Regions from separate parts of the Gossypium hirsutum genome. Here region 1 is linked to region 2. A link is a contact called in public Hi-C data. All regions are on one chromosome and are shown on one strand. The core of a region is the stretch at or near the end of the contact, and the rest is flanking DNA. Distances in the headings are between cores, read along the strand shown. Region 1 holds the start of LOC107910988 (spermine synthase). Region 2 has its middle 170 kb from the start of LOC107910988.

Evidence for each region. Hi-C and Micro-C count contacts between places; a contact is called where the count stands out from the background.
Region 1: a contact with region 2 is called in a Hi-C map of leaf, with 4 times the contacts expected there. The contact joins two enhancer-like sites. A contact is called at or near these places in 11 of 34 Hi-C or Micro-C datasets (anther, callus, hypocotyl and 2 more).

The regions. Positions count from the first base shown.
Region 1 is chrA08:51,558,565-51,565,605 of Gossypium_hirsutum_v2.1, forward strand. It overlaps LOC107910988 (spermine synthase), which reads left to right and starts at 287. Exons shown (of 11, transcript XM_041074673.1): 1 at 287-617; 2 at 1,569-1,789; 3 at 1,877-1,921; 4 at 2,243-2,319; 5 at 2,460-2,582; 6 at 2,999-3,103; 7 at 3,199-3,271; 8 at 3,382-3,453; 9 at 3,765-3,960; 10 at 4,113-4,242; 11 at 5,151-5,457. The coding sequence starts at 1,600. The coding sequence ends at 5,216. Within about 2 kb of position 4,892, at least 1 of the 9 cell types and tissues checked has an H3K27ac peak or open chromatin away from gene starts, as enhancers often do.
Region 2 is chrA08:51,387,655-51,394,281 of Gossypium_hirsutum_v2.1, forward strand. It overlaps the pseudogene LOC107946696. Among protein-coding and RNA genes, the nearest start is that of LOC107910988, 170 kb to the right of the region's middle. Within about 2 kb of position 1,912, at least 6 of the 9 cell types and tissues checked have an H3K27ac peak or open chromatin away from gene starts, as enhancers often do.

The sequences.
Region 1 (7,041 bases), core at 3,642-6,141, 170 kb after region 2:
ATTATATATAATATAAATAAACCATTTTATTTTGTGGTTATTAATCAACATTATTTTGAACTTGCTATTATTTTTTATCATTTTATCAAATATAATATTGGTTTACAAAGTTTAAATTCATAGCATATAAATGGTAGACCAAAACTCTATTCACTATCCAAACAAATCTTGATATACGAACTTCTAATTTAGTTTACTTAATTTATACCATTAGTGGTATACCAAATTTTTTGGTATACGAAGTTGGAATATAAGATATGCAATATTCTTTTCCTACTCCCACGCTGTGCCTCCTTTAGAAAAAGAATCTTATTTATGGCAATTGCTTTCCTATTTTTTATTTATTTTCGACCCGTTCTAGTATTCTCTATAAGGGTGTACCAGTCATTGAAGAAAAAAGTAATACTGTTTTTGAATAAAGTAGGCAAGTTCAAAGATTTCATTAATCTTGCGCTGCGCGTGGTTATATAAACAAGGGCTCGGAACTGCCATTTTCATCAAAACAAAGCTGCCACAAATAGATTTTCGATACATCTTTTTTTCCCTTCTTCTTCTTTCCCATCCACGCTCGATATTTGAGACTTTCCAGATTGTTGAGAGTTACATTAACACCAGGCGTGATTTTCTTCTTCCTTTTAATATTTTTCTTTATTTTTCATTGGCTTTCCTTTTTATTGTTTAATATTATCACTGCCGTTGTGTTAGTTCTGACATTTTGCTTTTTATTTTTTGTTTATTTATTTCATTTCATTCAAAAAGCGGACGTTTATTATCGGTTTTAGGAGAGTCGTTGCTTTTGAATTCGCTTTTCTAAACCCTAATTCTTCAACTCAGAAAATTTCACGGGAAAGAATTGGAGCTTTGCGTTGGTTTTTCCCTTTATATATATTTCAAAAAATCCGTTTATTTCTGTAATAAAAGCGAAAAACCTGAGGTTAAAGTTGCTGTAATTGTTATTTAAAGAAAGTTTATTGCTAACTGTAAGTTCTAAGTTGGATTTGAAATTTTCATTTCTATTACCTAACTTAGTGGAAATTAGCTTGTTTTTTTTTCATCTTACTTTGATCTTCTAGAAGCGGCATTTATGTTTGTTCCTATTCCATTTATTTATACAGCTTTCAATATTGATCATAGCTTTGAATTGTATAATATAATTTTCTCATCATAATCAATATAAAAATCCTCTGTGATAAATTTTTATACAGCTTTCAATGTTGATGATAGCTTTGAATTGTTATATTAAAAAGCGTTATTGGCCAGGAAATTCTACTTCAAAAGTCTTCTGCTATTTCACACTCCTTTCCTCTGCTTTTTCTTTTATTAATCTTTTTCCTCTTTGAGGCTTGTTATATTTTAAAAAATGATAAATAATGTATGAACATACTGCTAGATGTACAAGAAAGCTGGTGCTTTTTTCATCTTGAACATTCTACAACAAACTTTCTTTCAGTGATAAAAAAACTTTTAAAATGTTTTTTTTTTTGAAAAAAGATTTAATCTGCTCATGCATGCATATGTTAGTTCTGTTTCTATAAGCAGGGAACTTATGAATTGGTTTTGACATGTAGAGGCTGGAGCCGAAGAGGAAAAAGATAATCTATGGGGGAAGACGCAGGAAGAGGTTTGGAATGCCAGAAGATTATGGATGGGAAGGGGAATAATGGGAATAGTTCACAGAAGGCTATCCCTTCTTGTTGCTTGAAGGCTAGGGCTTCAGCCCCTGAGCTTGAGGCTAAATGCCATTCTACCGTTGTTTCTGGGTGGTTCTCAGAATCTCAGTCTTCTTCTGGTCATCATCTTTGAATTCTTTTCTTTCCTGCTCTTTTTCACTATTTGCCAGAATTTCATGGTTTGAGTCTTTTATCCTCACTTGTAGATAAGGCCGGTAAAATGGTTTACTTCAACAATCCTATGTGGCCCGGTGAGCTTTAAAGTTCCTCTTTAATTTATTTATGTTTTGATTTTAAAAATATTTTTTATCTTCTCGATGCCATGTAATAATTGATTTAATATATATTAAATCATAACAGAAGAAATCTGATAAAAGGTAATTAGTGACAATTCTGAACTTTCTCACAATGCTAGGGTTCCACTGGACTTTTGATAACTTTATCAAGTTAACTTATTCTTTGAAATGAGAGCTTAGTTAGGAGCGTCGAGTTGAACTAGGGGCAGCCTTTCATGCATTAGATCATATCATAACCTTTACTGATACTGACAATCTTTCAAATTTTTGTTGCAGGAGAAGCACATTCTCTGAAAGTTGAAAGCATTTTGTACAAAGCAAGGTCAGACTATCAAGAGGTTCTTGTTTTTGAGGTTTGGTATTTTTAACTCTACTTTATGATTTCCGTAATTGTTTACCTCTAGTTCCTGTCTTTCTGTCCCCTTTGCGTTATTTATTTTTTAACTGACTGCTTGTTATGCACATTCTTGCTAATGATATACTTCCTCTGCAGTCATCAAGCTATGGGAAAGTGCTTGTTCTTGATGGTATAGTTCAGCTGACTGAGAAGGATGAATGTGCATATCAGGAGATGATAACTCATCTTCCCCTTTGCTCAATTCCATCTCCCAAAACTGTAATCTCATCTTATCTAAGCATAGAATTGTTTTTCACTCCATGTGGAAGTCGGTAGTTTCCCTTTTATCTTTGCTAGTACCATTTATATTGTTGGACTTATCGAACTTGCTTTTCTTCAATTTCTTAAGTTGGGATTTGAATTTTTTTCTTTAGTACTGCATAATCATGCAATCTGTATGAAGTTTTTTGCTAGAAAGGCAGTTAGATGGTTGTAGTCTTTTCTGTCAAGAAAATCACGAGATACATCCCCTAAGCTATTTGGCTTATTTAAAGTGCTTGAACCCTGATTAGGCTGACAAATTTCCGCTTTTATCAAAAACCTTATTTATCTGACCTTAGTTCCAGACTTCTAGAAAGATTTTACTTTAGCTTCAAAGTGGTTTTGTGTTAACTTTACCTAGATACTGAATACAGGTTCTGGTTGTGGGAGGTGGTGATGGTGGGGTTCTTGCAGAGATTTCTCGGCACAGCTCTGTTGACCACATTGATATATGTGAAATAGATAGGATGGTTATAGAGGTATTTTATTTAGCATCTCTTCTTGTTTTCTTTTCATTTTAATTTATATCTAAAAATGCAACTTAGTAGACATTTACCACATTCTCTTATTCTAGGTTTCTAAGAAGTTCTTTCCAGAACTGGCTGCTGGATTTGAAGACCCCCGTGTTTGTCTTCATGTTGGTGATGGTAGGCTAAACCAATATTTTATTCATTTTATTTATATTAATTTTTTACCGTGGGCGGTCAGCATAGCTATAATTTCTGAGCTGATAATTTTTCTTGCATAATCTTAACAGCTGTTGAGTTTCTTCGTAATGTTCCAGAAGGGAAGTATGATGCAATCATTGTTGATTCATCAGATCCTGTAGGTATGTTGTAATTTTGGTCCATTATAATTTTATTTTCTAATTTAACGAGTTCTGCATATACCAGTAGAAAAATCTATCGTTTCTTCCAACATGAGAAAAAAATGGAACATTAGAGTTAGAAGTTTGAAAATGCTTTCACCGTGTCTTAAAGAATATATGTGGTGCTCTCTGCTTAGATGCTTTGTTATGGATCTCTTTTAGTTTTCAAGGGCTCTAGGGGATTTTACAACAATGGTATTTGCAAATTGATTTTTGTTTCAAGACTGGACAATATTCGAGCTTTAAATTTTCTTTTTTTTCCTGCAATGTAGGTCCTGCTCAAGAGCTAGTAGAGAAACCATTTTTTGATACTTTAGCTAGAGCTTTAAGGCCTGGTGGTGTCCTATGTAACATGGCAGAGAGTATGTGGCTTCATACACATCTAATTGATGATATGATCTCTATTTGCCGTGAAATATTCAAAGGTTCTGTTCATTATGCATGGGCGAGTGTTCCAACATATCCAAGGTATTTTAATTATGCTATGTTTTCACCTTATTTCTCTTTTAGATAATTATATGATGCATTTTTTGGTGGCAAATTTATCTGTAACGATTTACCAATTGGTAAGGCATCAAATGTATCTCATTTCTGACTTCTGGTTTCTTTTTTTAATGCAGTGGTGTGATTGGTTTTCTGATATGCTCGACAGAGGGGCCAGCAGTTGATTTTCTGAATCCCATTAACCCTATTGAAAAGTTAGAAGGAGCTCATCAGCATAAGAGAGAACTTAGATATTACAACTCTGAGGTGAGAACTCATCTTAAAGTTCCCATTTTCATTCATTTTAGCAGGGTGCTAAGTTATGTTTGCTCTGGGACATTAAATCCTTAAACAATATAATCTGCTCGTTGTGCTGAAATGAACCTCAAACTAATGAGTAGACTGTCAATTTTGACCTGAACCCTAAAATGCAACCTGATTTACTCAAATCCAAATCTGATATGATCATAAAAAGGCAACAAGCCCAAACCGGAAAATGATCCAAACCGGGAATGACCTGGACCCAAAATCACTCAAACTTGGAATTGTCCAAACCTGGCAGACTTGAACCCGAAATGACTTGAACTCAAAATAAATTGAACAAGCAACCCGGGATGATCTGAACTTGAGATGATCAAATTCAAAAAACCCGACTGGAAAACTCGAATTATTTGAACCCAAAATGACTTGAACCTGAAATGGCCTGAAGCCAAAATAGCCTAATCCTGCAACAGATGAAACCTCAAATGATTTGAACCTGAAATAATTCAAAAATTTAAAAACCCGAACATGATCTGAATTGATTTGATCCAAAACCAATTTGATCCACCCAATTGACTGTTATACTGATTAGGCGTTGCTTCATTTCTTGATGAATTAACATCTTGGTCTGCTGGATTGTTTTTTCAATGATTCTTTTCTCTGAAAGCCAAAGTTGCAACTACTATTCCTACTTCTGCTGGTTTAGAGTGGGCCTTTTTATTGAAGCTTCATGTATTGTTGTTTTTCATTTATTAACAAATTAGAACAGATGTAGGGATAATGCGTGAATGTTTCTTCTATAAATGCACATGAAGTAGTTATGTTGTGAGATGGAGATATGTATTAGTACTTTAGTAGTGTGATAGCGTTATGAATTATGATGTAGAAATGTAATTATTTTGTTGTACTGACAGATGCATAAGGCTGCTTTTTCGTTGCCTTCATTCCTGAAGAGGGAGGTGAGGCTACTTTGCGACTAGCAGGAATCTGCGTGTCTCCTAGTCCTAAGCAAATATGTAGTGATAACTCCCATTTGGCAGTAGAGTAAATAAAATGTTTTGCCTGCGATTTGTTTTATTACACTGAAAACTGAGTGCAGGGCCTTGTTGTATTCTGTTATTGATATGCAGCAGTGTGTTTGCTTGATGACATACATGTGTTTCATGTCTTCAGCTCAGATTATTCGTAGCATAAAAATGATATTACAGTGTTGTTTGTTTTCTTGATGTAGTTTTGTTTGTTTATGGGAAATGCTTTTTAGTATTTTATTGCGTTTGTTTTATGTAAAATGATTTATCGAGCAGCCAAAATATTTTACATTTGGAAATTGTTTTCCCTTACCAAAGGTATTGAGATAATTTTGGGAAAAATGACTGACATGATTTTTGTAAAAAAAAAGTTAAGTTGAATTGGGTTAAATATTATTATATTAATAATATTTTGTTATTTTTAAAATATTACAATATTGATCTAATTACAATATTAATATTAAATAGTATTCATAATATTTTATTAAAAATATTTTAATAAACATATTATTGTTTGTAAATATTTTTTAATAATATAAATATTTTTTATCAGTAATAGTACGAGTTTAAATTAGGCATTGAGTTGTATTTTTTTAGCTCTAATTTGTCATCGAAAACAATATATAATGTGTTGTATTTTTTATTTTCTATTTAATTAGGCATTGATTATTATGTGTTTATTTCATTAAAAATAATTTTAAACAATGATTTTAAAAATGGTCAAATAATAGAAAATATTTAAGTAACATCATTCAAAGATAGTTGATATTCATTTTTCAAAAATTAATTTTCTACTCTGTTTGCTTAGGCTTATGGTTGTTAATTTACGCATTTGAGTTGGAACAAGCCATTTTGGAGAGGAGTTAGGCTTAATTTCCCTTACTCTTAATTAGGAATGGCAGCGGATTTCTAGACAGATTTGATAAACTCAACTAGTTAATCTTTTTAAACCAAAAACTAGTTAATATTTATATAATTAAAATAAATATTATGATATGAATTTATTTTATAATATGACAAATATATTTAGTGCATATTATATTATATTAAATAAAATAGTATACATACATATTTAATGACATAATATATTAATTGTTATATAATTAATATATTAATCATATACAACCTAAATTTTAAATATGTAATTAATTGTATATAGGTTAGGCTCCTCTGTTATATTAATTGGACTCACTCTCAAAGAAAAGAGCTCTTTTACCAACCAATCTTAATGTCAAACGAATCACTCTTCCTCATTTGTTCTCTTTTATTGCCTTCTTTATTAGTGAAGTGGATCCTCGAAAAAGTTTTTTGGCCAATCCGGTAAAATTCAACATATGATGATGTTATTTCCAACCAACATGCCAAATGAAATTTGATATGTAACCCTATATATAATTATGTTATTATAATATGTTATTATAATATGTACTAATTGTATATATATATATGATAGTATATGATAAAACTAGTTACATGTTCAAGGTTTAGGTTGCACATCATAATAGAAGAATGCACATTGTAATATAATAATATAATAATAATTATTATACATTCACAATTAGTTATATAACAATTGATATATTATATGTCCTTAAACGTGTATGTATACTATTTTTTATAATATAATATGTAGTAAGGATAATTATGCCACATTATAAAGTAAATTTGTATTATAATATTTATTTATAGTTAATTTTTTTTAAGAATATTGAGCAGATCAAATAATAAAATGGATAATCACACATCTAGAAATTCTGATGATTTCATTTCATTTTTC
Region 2 (6,627 bases), core at 662-3,161:
TGGAGAAATATAACAGATCAGAAATTTTATTTCGAGCTTCGGGAAAGCTAGCTTTGACAGCTGAAAATTCAGAAGCAGGCGCCTAACTGCAAGGTGGTAAGATTTAATGCATGTTAGAATCATCTCTAGGCCTTAATTTGGTATTTAAAAAGTGGAAGTTCACGAATAAGAGGAGATTGTAGAGGTTGAGATTTGAATTTCGAAAAGATTAGCTGCATTTACGATGATGAGAGGCAGCTTGTCAGGAGATCAAATTTACTTACCAGAATAGCCTCGATTTCCCTCTCAGAGACAGGAGTACGTTTTGGCAAAAGAGATGCTTTTCCTCCTACAGCAGTGTTGCTGGGCGGAGCAGGAACATCTGAGCTCAACCTTGACCTTGCAATGAAGTTACCAATGACACCTCCATCTTTGCGTGTTGCTTGTATTTCAGAGATTGAACCTATACAACAACACAACCTTAAAAGTGGTTTCAAATATAAAATGGCAACTTAAAGACCACATGCCACTACAGGGACTAAAATATCCTAATTCCTTCCCATTCAGTCGACCAACAAACAGAGCAAAGCTCAAGCAAATGTGGTTTCAATCTGGTTCTGCTGTTAGAAGTAGAGGCGATAAACAAACCCCAATTTCAGAAAGCTCAAATCCAAATCCAAAACTTCATCCCATCCAAACCCAAACTCGAAAAATAAGCTAAAGTCGATACATATTCTATTAAAAGTTCAGAAATGATCTAATAAGCCTAAACACAAATCCCAAATCCAATCTGAGAAAAAAGTAAAAATCTAAACTTGAGAAACCCGAAAAAAAATTGAAAACCACCTAGGAACTTGAAATATCACTAAACTTATCCCAATAGCCCATCCTCATCCAAAAAGAAAAGTAACACTATCACAGCAATATTTGAATACTGTAAGTAATTATATCTGCTTTGAAGGAGAAGATTATCTTTATGCTTTTGTCCTTTCGAGAAAAGCCAATGATGATGAAAAGGTGACCCTTGCTATATGTAGCCACAGTCCAATCCTTATTAGTAGACTTGACCCCTAGACAAACTATGACGCCCCTTAGCTCACCTTCATCTTGTCGGAAGCTCAGCAACTCCATTTCAACTTACAATTCCAAAGACTCGACCTCTAGCTCAGCTCTCTACCAGAAGAAGTGTAAACAAACGATGCTGCCTGTGGTAACGTGTCTTGGATCCATCGAGTTATCGACAGTTCACACGCTTATCTAAGAGGCTAGTTTTGAGAGGGAAAAACAATCCCACATCGACTAGTTAAGCATTGGAATGTGGTTACATAGAGGGAGGGACATCTTCCCCGCACCATTTCCAAAAGAATAAAAGCATGAATTCGATCTTCAACTCTGACCTCATCGCCAATGCAGTCCAAAATCCTCCCATCAACAAAAATCTAATTTGGAATTCGACCTTTAATCAAATCTACCCCACTTGTCTCAAGCTCTACTGTGCATACCATCTAATTTCTATCAAAACGATCAGTATATGCTCTTAGCAAATATCCATCTCATCTGACTCGCTCCTTCCATCAAAGAAGATCACAAAAATAGCAACTCCCAAGAACGAGACCGAAGAAAATAAAAAAAAAAGAAATAATCTAACTCAGTATATACTAAATTCAGCATCTGTACTTCACGTTTGCAACAGATCAAAGAAACAAAGAACAAGCTTAGTACCTTGATGTTGAAATTCAGAAGACAAAGCAAGAATTAAAACAAAAGATAATAAATTCAATTAAAAACTCAAAGCAGACGTTTTGAGTTTTAGAAAAGTTTTTCAATTTCAACGAACTAAAAACCAGAACCCCAAGATTAATACTCCAAAAAAAAAAAAAAGAAGAGAGGAGCAACCTGAAGGCGAGGGTTTTGGGTGTCTTTGAGGAAACTTAATGCGTGGAATTCTCTTCAGTGCTTGCTCTGCTCCCATCTTCACTTAACCTTTTGTTTTCTCTATCTGCTGTGCTTGGATGTCGGAAATTGGAATAATCGTTGTTTTTATTCTTTATCTTTATCCATTGAGTGAAAAGTAAAGTTACCAACTTTTCTTTTTTAGCAATAAATTAATATTGATCAAATTTATTGGTTTTTTCAAACACAATTTTTGGCATTCACCGCCGTTGTTTCCTGTTCTGTTACTTTATTATTCTTTTGAAACTAGACAAAGGTCAAAAGGCAGAGGTTCTCTTGTGAGTTTCATTACCCAATATTTTTTTTATTTTGTTGGTGCAACTTATCATAAAAATAAAACTTACAAAAACATGTTTTTATAAAAATAAAACTTACAAAAACATGTTTTTATATAATCCTCGAGTATTATTATTTTTTATTTTCTTAAATAATATGACATATGAATCTATATTTTCGTTATAAGTGGTACAAAAATAAAAAAAATTAGAAACAAAAAGCGTTTCCAATTAGAAGTAATTTTTTATTTATCAATACTTTGAAAATGATTTCAATTCTGAGAGCGTTTTCGTTATTTTGGCTTAATCTTATAATTTTTAGAAAATGCTATCTAATCGAATAATAGGTTTGAAGTAATAATTGGTATATTTGCATACTCATAATTTTTTTATTCTAATTAAATATTTTGATAGTTGGTTGGGTATCTGGTATAATTTTAGAATAAATAATTTTTTTAAATATTAAGAAATTTCAATGAAATTTTATAACGAAAAAATTTATAATTTATAATTCTAAAAATTAGTAAAAAAAATTATATTTTATGATAATTTTAAAATATACGAAAAATTTTAAATAAATGCAAAAATTATTGAGATGACCTCTCATGTTATTTGATATTTTCATAAATTTTTTTATTTCTTCCTAATTTTTTGATACATTCTCATTTTTTTTTATATTTTCTTATATTTTTTAATATTCCCTCATAATTTTTTATATTTTCTTGTATGGTTTGATATATTCTCATAATTCTTTGCACTTCATCATTTTTTTGGTACTTTCTCGTACTTTTTCACACTTTCCAATTTTTTTGTACTTCCTCCCATTTTTTGATACTTTATTATATTTTTTTATACTTTCTCATGTTTTTTCAGTTCCTCATATATTTTAGTATTCTCTCATAATTTTTTAGTACTTCCTCTTTCATTTTTTTTTTTGTGGTTCTTTAAGTTTTTTGATACTTTCTTATAATTTTCTGTATTCTCTCGTAATTTTTTGTGTTTCTTCAAAAAATTTTACTCCCTCAATATTTTTGGTACTTTGTATTTTTAGTATATCCTCAAAATTTTGGTACGGTTTTGAAATGATAATTTGGTATGAGATATAATATTGAAATAAAAAATTATTATTTCTAAATATTAAGAAAGTGTTAGTACACACATCCAATGAGGAAAATCTCGAACATGCAAATAGAACTCAAACAGAAAAAGAAGAAATAGGACAAGGTTCCAAGGCGTGCACTATTTTTAAAGTTATATTAGCCCCTACTTATCTTCGGTGTGTAAATAAGTTCCAAGCAAATTAAACTTGAGGATACAATGAAACCAATGACCATTTTCGTTTTGCACTGACGAGAATAGTCCACCAAGCACTGAGCAATGTATAACAAGAAACTCAATTTCTACAAAAGATTTATGCAATAATACTTTATAGAATAATCTAATAATATTAGAAAAGGAAGTAAGGAAAGAAAGAATATTAGAATTTGTTGGTGTGATTTCCAAATGAAATCACATTCCTATTTATTGAAATTTTCATGTCTCTTCATAGAGACATCTTTCAATAGGTGTCTTTCTGAACAATAATGCCTTTAAAATAAACGCATAATTATTCATTTAATATTATAACTATCCAAATATTCTTTTTCAAAAAATCAAATAATATAACTTTTGATTAATTACACCCATTCATTTATAATTATTGGAACATTATAAATATTTGAAAATGTTCCAACAGAAAATTCATTGGAATTATGTAACGAAAAAATTGGGTAACTTTTAAATTATTATTTTTCATGCTAAATTTTATAAGAAAAAAATATTTCATGATAATTTTAAAATAGAATAAATAAATTAAATAAATTTAGTAAGAAAAACCAAAATTGGTATACGTCAAAATTTTTATATTCCTTTTTTTTGTGCTTTTTAATGTTTTTTTTACTTGGGTGAATATAAAAAAATTATAAGAGATCTTATAAAATTTATTTTTTAATTTTTTAATATATATTGTAAATTTTACTAATATGCAAAAATTATTAAAATAAAAATTAATTTTATCAAGTCAAGACTTTATTTTAAAAGAAAACTTTGATGGCATATAAAAAATACAAAAGAATACTAAAAATTATGAGAGATTAGCCCAAAATTAGAAAGGAATAACAAAAATGGAAAGGAATTTTCTTTTTAATTTTTTACTTATGTATTAGGTAACTCATTTACAATTACAAAAACCTTATGAGAAACTCACTGTAACGAACTTTTCCTAGAATTTCCCGTCAAGAGGTAAGTAACGGCCGGCACCCAAGTTTAACGCTGTTTAGGGCATTTTGGATATTTCTAACATCAAATTAATAAATAAACGGTTCATTGTGTCAACTGTTTGAGAATTATTTTATTATCTTTTCCTCAACTATTATTATACTCACCTAATTTTGTGTGGATCTATTAATTACTGAATTTTGGCCTTTCAAATGATTTTGACAATTATAAATTATAAATTATTATTGATTTAAACTTGGTAATTTGAATATTTTTATGGCATTAATTTAATTTCGGGTGATTTTACTACTTGGGCTATGTTTTGGGCTTTCACCCATTGCTACATAAATTTTTTTATTATATTTTTGTTGAATTATAAATTTTCAAATTATATAAAAGAAGAGAAAAAAAGTAGAATATTATAAACAAGCCCCTACTTTTACAAGATTTGTAGATAGGTCCCTTCTTCCAGCATTTGTCAAGCGCCATCTTCTTTATATGTGCATGACATTGTTGGATCTAGGGTCCTAAGTGTAGTATTTTCGTCAATATACCTTTTAATTTTTTTGAACAGATTGATTAATAAAAAATTTCATTGATTACATTAATATACTTTGTATAATTGTCCTCATATGATTTTTGCACACAAAGCAAAATGAAAATAAATGTTGCTCATGGGTTGCCTAAATATTTAACTAATTCTAAGTGGTATTATGTGGTTGTATCGTAGTACGGAAAGACAACCTGTATTAGTAAACGAACCTAAACATGTCCTTAGTCTAACTGGAAATGAACAAACCAATTAAAAGACTAATATCTCGTCTATCAAGTCCAATTAGGGAGATGTCTTGTCTTCGGCATCGGAGTAGATGACTCCCAGAAGATAGAGATATAAATGTGACTGATTAGACTGACAGTACATCAGACGGGACCCAAGCAGAATAGATCCTGAATCTGTTTATGGACTTATTCACTTGTGACATTCATATTGTTTCATACCTAAATCTTAAGTGGTTGGCGGTGGACTATGTATGTCTAACTCATACACTTTGATGTAAATAAGAGCTTAAGTTCAAATAGATAATTAATCGAAAGCTGGTGCGTTGGGTGTATGACTTCTGTAGTATGTAGTGCCATTCACAATAGTAGAATTCATAGCCCAAAACATGAGTAAATGAAATCTTCTCATTGGCATTACATGGTTGATGAAAAGTAAATGTGGCCACAAGTCATTTGTCTTTGTCATGGATGACTTGATCACTATTTGATAGTAATTGACTTTTCATGAAGGAAGATGTAATGGTTATCATGAGATAAAATAGGATCATATTAGGAGAACGAATATTATCCTAAAAAGATCAATGATATCCTATGAGGGTAACACACTTATGACAAGGTCATTGGATGAGCATTGAGTAGTTGCTTTCATAATGGTATGCTATTGGGGAGAGCTCAGTCACGATACTACAGTGGAATGACTTCGTGACTAAATGAGTTTATAATTAATAGGCGAAAAGTTGAAACTTAATTATAAATAATTTGAGCCTCAACTACATATGTCCAATCATCCCTCCGATAGCTCGTTGAAACCAGAAATAAATTGCGTGTTTGAATAGAAATGAATGGAATGAATAGAAAAGGAGAAATGAGAAACATTCAAGAATTATTATGGTTTTCCCCGAAATGAAAAAAATGGAATCATTTGGAAATGAATATAGGTTTTCAAAAATGGAAATTGAAATCTGTAATCCTATATAGGATTACTTAAATAAATGATGGAAGGATGAGTTTATGTTTTTGGACTATTTTGAAGCACGAAAATAAAAATAAATCATTTAGTCATAATGAACATGTTGAGTTGTGACATATTGAACAAATTTTCTCGAAATTTTACTAGGATAAAATTGGGATGAGAAAATTATTTAATATGTAAATATTAAAATTTATTTTGGGAAATAGAAAAACTGGATCGGGTTGGATCATATTACAGAGTACTGGGTAAAAAAAGCTTAAGAAGTACTCGTATTTGGACTCAATGCTTGTAACAACCTGATTTTGGGTTTAGTCGGAACAGTGGTTTCAAGACCACTAATCTGAGGTTAGAGAAAATATTTTATTATTATTTTAGAGTTATAACATGTTTATAACTATGCATGAAAAATTT